Linked DNA regions of Mus musculus: region 1 is linked to region 2. Evidence: chromatin contacts called from public HiChIP or PLAC-seq data. All regions are on one chromosome and are shown on one strand. The core of a region is the stretch at or near the end of the contact, and the rest is flanking DNA. Distances in the headings are between cores, read along the strand shown. Region 1 overlaps Gm5086 (predicted gene 5086). Region 2 overlaps Gm41031 (a long non-coding RNA gene).

Region 1 (2,700 bases), core at 156-2,655, 240 kb after region 2:
TCATCAAAACTAAAACTTTTGCTCTAAGCCTGTCAAAAATGAAAATGCAAGTTTCCGATTGGCACAACATATTTGTGTGTGTGTGTGTGTGTGTGTGTGTGTGTGTGTGTGTGTGTGTGTGTGAGTGTATACAAAACATTCCTGAGGGAACTGTTAAAATTTAATAATAAGACAATCTATACAATAAAAACAAATGGACAATAAAAGAAATAATAAAGGGGTTGGTGTAGTCAGTTGGGAGAGTGCTTGCCTAGCACACACAACTCCTGAGTACAGTACCAGCAGAGAATAAATAGACAGAGTAGTGTGTGGCTAGCATTCAACAGGCAGGGGCAGCAGAACAGAAGTTCAAAGCCATCCTGGGATACACAATGAGTTTGAGGCTGTTGTGTGATGCAAAAGACCTTGTCCCAAAAGTAAAAGAAAATAATAAATATAAATGGTTGGATACTTTACCAAAGACAATTAAGGGAAAACAGGTCTGTGCATGCAAAGACAGACAGGCAATGCTATCAGTCACCACAGTCACCACATAATGTGAGTTAAAAGTGTGGTAACCTATCACAAAGTAGTTACTAGACTGGCTGGAATAGAAGCTGATAATACCCCGTTAAAGGTGTGGACGTGCATAGTTGTCATATATTTCTGCTGGGAACGCCAAAGGGCAGTGCTGCTTTAGAAAATACTCTGCAGCTTCTTAAAGTTACACAAAATTAGCTCTACACAAACTTGTCGCTCAGAAGCCCACTTCCTGGGTGTTAACCCTAGTGGGATTGTGAATCTATCTCACAGACATGGAGCACACAGACATGGAACAATCATTTCCCACCAATTCAGTGTCAAAAGAAGGAGACCTTCCTTGAGTTTATTTTACTACATTCAAAAACCTTATAGCTATTACAACTAACCTTACTTTTAATGTTTTGAGCTGGCCTCTTGACTTTTTAATCCTTTCTCTTTTTACAACTTTGTCAAATCTTAGAAAACATAAAACAGGACTCTCCCATCAGTGTGGCCAAGGATCGTGAAGACAATTAAGCTGTCTGGCAGGTTGGGAAAAGGATTTCAAATCTGCATGGATAGATACCATGACACTGTGGCCTGTAACAAAGGCCTAGAAAAGGTTCCGGGTTTTAAGAGTTGTGTGTAGCTGTCTCTCCCAGCATTCCCCCGGAACTTTAATGAGGCAGTTAGGAGTCTTGCTGGCTTTGAGTCTGCCCTTTCAGATTGCTTCTGCAGAGCCACTGCCTTCTGATGTCCAAATATTTAGCCACATGAAGGAAGTCTTCTTCTAGGTTTTTTTCCCCATGAAAGCTGAATTCTCTGTAGCTCTGGATCTTGACCCCTGACACAGTTAAGCCTAGCAAACAATGGTCCAATCATCCATCATTACTCTCTAGTTGAAGAGAGGTCATTCGACACAATAAGCTGAAAGCCAAGGGAAGGACTGAGGGCTGTCATGTGTCCTCTTCACAAGTGGGTGAACTTGAGTCTTGCCAGTTGGGATGTGAGGAATCTGGGGCTGCTTCAGGAATGTCAGTCATTTCATCCTAAGGCAACGCTGGTATTCTTGCTCCTCCCCATGTTTGGTCATTAACTAGACACACAGAGACCAGCTCTGAGGTGCACTCTTATCACAAGTCCTGCTTGCTGCTAAAATAAAGTCTTCCCATTGTTCCCACTTCCTAGAAGGAAAACCCTGGACCTTCCAAGTGCTCCAGAGAGGGGTGAGACTCTTCAGATTCAAAGCTGTTTACACCAACCAATGCCCTTTCCCAAGGAATGCCTTTGAAACCAGCAGACAAAGGCCAGAGAAGGAACATGGGGTTGGCCCGGCACAACTTCCTGGCAACCAGCTTGAGCCTTGCAGCCCACCCTGAAAGTCCAGGGATGGTGTTCCCAGTGGCCTTAGGAAATCCCTTAAAGGGGACAAGAGGAGGGGACTAGTCTAATTTCTATTGTACCCAGTATAATAAACTAATTTTGTTGCCAGTCATTCTCTCCTTTGAAGTTTTACACTGTTAATAGTGACAATTAATACAAACCAGCCAGTGGCCTCTTATGACTTATTCTCGTTCTTCTGGAAATAGCAGAGTTTGCTCCAGGATGGGCCTCCTCACCTCCCAGAGATGTCTGCAGGGTTCCTCAGGGGCTGAAACTCTCCTCTCCACGCTAGCAGGGATCAAAGGAAGAATCCCTTTGTCTCCTTTTGAATTCTCCTCAACTCTAGCACCAATAGAGCCATTTTTCCGTTCAAATTCTCCCCACATGTCTCTGAGGGTCAGGAACTGTCATTAATAAAGTTTAGAGAGCGGCATAAATTTTATGGTGTTTTCAAATTAATAGGCAACATTCCCTAAGAGCAATTATTATGACTTTTTAGCAGAAAAGTTCACCTCAGGAAAAAAAAAAAAAAAAAAAAAACCCAGTAACACACTTGTTCAAACAAAGTCTCTGCCATCTCTATTTTGTTCTCGTATAAAAATGTTCTACATACACCAGGGGATTCTGAACATGTTTAAGGACATTTTCCAAATGTTTTAAAGTCCAAGGCTGTCAGTCCTAGGAGTTGTTGCTGATAAGCTGGGTCCCTGTTGAAAGACACTGTGAGCGGCACACTGGTTTTCTCCTATCTTCCCGCCCTGCCCCTCAGGATCTTGTCTCTCACAGGCTCTCCATGACCTTGGTTAATTCTGGTTC
Region 2 (2,902 bases), core at 177-2,676:
CAAGCTGACAAGTTGACTACTAATATTAGCTCTCAATCACACATTATACAACACCCAGTAAATACTTGTATGTGTGTATATGTGTGTGTGTCATATGTGTCTGTGGGGTATGTGTGTGTATGTGTGTGGTGTGTGTCTGTGTGGTGTGAGTGTGAGTGCCTGTAGGTTATGAAATGCCACAAAAGGTAAAGGAGGCTGCATAGAGATCAAGGAGAGGAGTTTTCGAAGTGGAGGCAATAAGATCAGAACTTCAAGGTCATCATCTGCTACGTAACTTTAGAAACCAGTCTGGGATATAGGAAACCGCATCTCAGAAACAAATAAACAACAACAACAACAACAACCCTCCAAAGAGGCCCAAGAGACAGATTCAGGATGGTAGACGAATTCCCCCAGGAATAAAACATGCACCTTGCCAGGGTCACTGATACAGAGTCCAGCCAGAGCCTGAGGCTCATACTTTGAGCCAAGTCTCAGGGTCAAATCGAGCTGCTGAAGTGAGGCATAGGACTGTGAAGGCCACAGAAATGAAGAGCAGAGACAGGGTCAGAAATTCAAAGATGCCTTGGGGACCAAGCTGAGCTGAAGGCCCTGTGATTATCAGCTCTCTGCCTGTCCATTGTTTGATGTACACACCAGGTGATAGGATGAGAGCTTCTGGAAGGCACTTGAGAAAAATGAAAAAATCATACTGGGGAGGCTAGATTTAAGAGCTTATAGGTCATACCAGATTGAGGAAAGGGTATAATGCCCTTGCCTATAGCAACCTCTCGCCTAACGTGTGTGTGTGTGTGTGTGTGTGTGTGTGTGTGTGTGTGTGTGTGTGTGTGTGTGAGAGAGAGAGAGAGAGAGAGAGAGAGAGTGTGTGTGTGTGTGTGTGTGTGTGTGTGTGTGTGTTTGTGAAGAACCCGGGACTCCCCAGCTTGAATCCATTTTCCACCAGTGATCTGGCCTACTCAGCGCACGTCGGACCATTGGCTCACCTGTCTGAATCTGTCTCTGACCACTGTTTCTGGCTCCTTGTTGTGGTTGGCTCTGGGCTAAGTACTCAGGTGGCTTCTTGTGAACCAATCCCTTAATGAACAAAGGAGCCAATCACTGGGTGAGTAGGCGGGACTTCGAGGTTGGACAAAGGAAGAGAGGAAGCAGGGGAGAGTTAGGTCCTTTTTGGGATGGGACAGCAGAGAGGTAAGATGTAGCTGCTAGAGTTTCCCAGTAACATGGCAGATCCGCAAAGATTCGCCCCTAGAAGAATCAGATTTTAATAAGGTTTACAAAATTAGGTTTTAGTTGTCGTGCCCAGAGATTGAGTTACCATCGTTTCTGAGCTGAGTTTGTGTTGCGTTTTCCTTCACGTGGCAGCTCATCTGGGGTCAAGAGAGAAAGGTACAGCATCCAAGCATGGGTTTGCCAGATGTGTACCACAAAGGCCGTGGGGGATTTGAAACAGGGTTAGCATGGTAGCAACCTCCAGTGGGAACCTAGAGAGCTGGGTGGAGAGATTGTGGAGTTCTGAGTCAGTCTCCACGAGATAAAAACAGGTGGCCACTGCCCCGACAGTTCATGGCCTGTTTGGCTGCCAGGGCAGAGGCACAAGTGCGGGAACGTGCTGGGTCGGTTTTTTTTTTTTTTCCATTTTTTATTAGGTATTTAGCTCATTCACATTTCCAATGCTATACCAAAAGTCCCCCATACCCACCCATCCCCACTCCCCTACCCACCCACTCCCCCTTTTTGGCCCTGGTGTTCCCCTGTACTGGGGCATATAAAGTTTGCATGTCCAATGGGCCTCTCTTTCCAGTGATGGCCGACTAGGCCATCTTTTGATACATACGCAGCTAGAGTCAAGAGCTCCGGGGTACTGGTTAGTTCATAATGTTGTTCCACCTATAGGGTTGCAGATCCCTTTAGCTATTAAAAAGAATGAATTTATGAAATTCCTAGCCAAATGGATGGACCTGGAGGGCATCATCCTGAGTGAGGTAACACATTCACAAAGGAACTCACACAATATGTACTCACTGATAAGTGGATATTAGCCCCAAACCTAGTATACCCAAGATATAAGAATCAATTTGCTAAACACATGAAACTCAAGAAGAATGAAGACTGAAGTGTGGACACTATGCCCCTCCTTAGAATTGGGAACAAAACACCCATGGAAGGAGTTACAGAGACAAAGTTTGGAGCTGAGATGAAAGGATGGACCATGTAGAGACTGCCATATCCAGGGATCCACCCCATAATCAGCATCCAAACGCTGACACCATTGCATACACTAGCAAGATTTTATCGAAAGGGTCGTTTTTTAAAAATATTTTCCGAAACAGCTCCTGATCCGGGTGTGGTTTTTCTCAGCCTGGCTCAGTTTTGTTCACTCTCGAATCTGCTGCTTTTCTCCTAAACCTGGACGCCAGCAGTTTTCACTGGCAGCTCAGTCCCAGCTTGGCCTTGGCCTTTTTCTTCATGGACTCTTTCTCAACCCACTTTTGTAGACTGAGCTCTGCCGCACCTGGCTTAACTTGTATTCATTCTGTAACACACATACACACATAGATGCACACATACCACACACACACACACGTCCATACACATGCATACACACACAGCACATACACACCACACCATGCCATACACTTACATACACAAACCACATACCACAACACACACACACACACACACACACACACACACACGAATGCACAAATTGATTGATTTGCTATGTGCTATATACTATTTGATGTGAGAGTTTGTATTAATAATTAAGGTTAGGATGGAAAAGTCTGCATTCCTCACCCAAGCCACCAAGGCAGGAGGGTTTTGTGACACATTGTTGTTAGTAAATCTGCCAAACTTTGTGATTTTATTGTTCATCAAATCCTGACACTGCAGACAGACACAC

Evidence for each region. HiChIP or PLAC-seq counts read pairs in DNA pulled down with a chosen protein or histone mark.
Region 1: a contact with region 2 is called in an H3K27ac HiChIP or PLAC-seq map of embryonic stem cells, with 9 read pairs. The contact joins two enhancer-like sites. A contact is called at or near these places in 1 of 484 Hi-C or Micro-C datasets (cortical neurons) and 2 of 115 datasets of contacts at active chromatin or transcription factors (both in embryonic stem cells).

Annotation. Positions count from the first base shown.
Region 1 is chr13:97,579,441-97,582,140 of GRCm38.p6, reverse strand. The region is part of intron 2 of Gm5086 (predicted gene 5086); the gene reads right to left. Among named protein-coding and RNA genes, the nearest start is that of Gm5086, 21 kb to the right of the region's middle. Within about 2 kb of position 1,405, at least 32 of the 459 cell types and tissues checked have an H3K27ac peak or open chromatin away from gene starts, as enhancers often do. A contact at or near this core is called in embryonic stem cells, where this site is marked.
Region 2 is chr13:97,818,790-97,821,691 of GRCm38.p6, reverse strand. All of the region lies in intron 1 of Gm41031 (a long non-coding RNA gene), which reads left to right. Among named protein-coding and RNA genes, the nearest start is that of Gm41031, 5.8 kb to the left of the region's middle. Within about 2 kb of position 1,426, at least 10 of the 459 cell types and tissues checked have an H3K27ac peak or open chromatin away from gene starts, as enhancers often do. A contact at or near this core is called in embryonic stem cells, where this site is marked.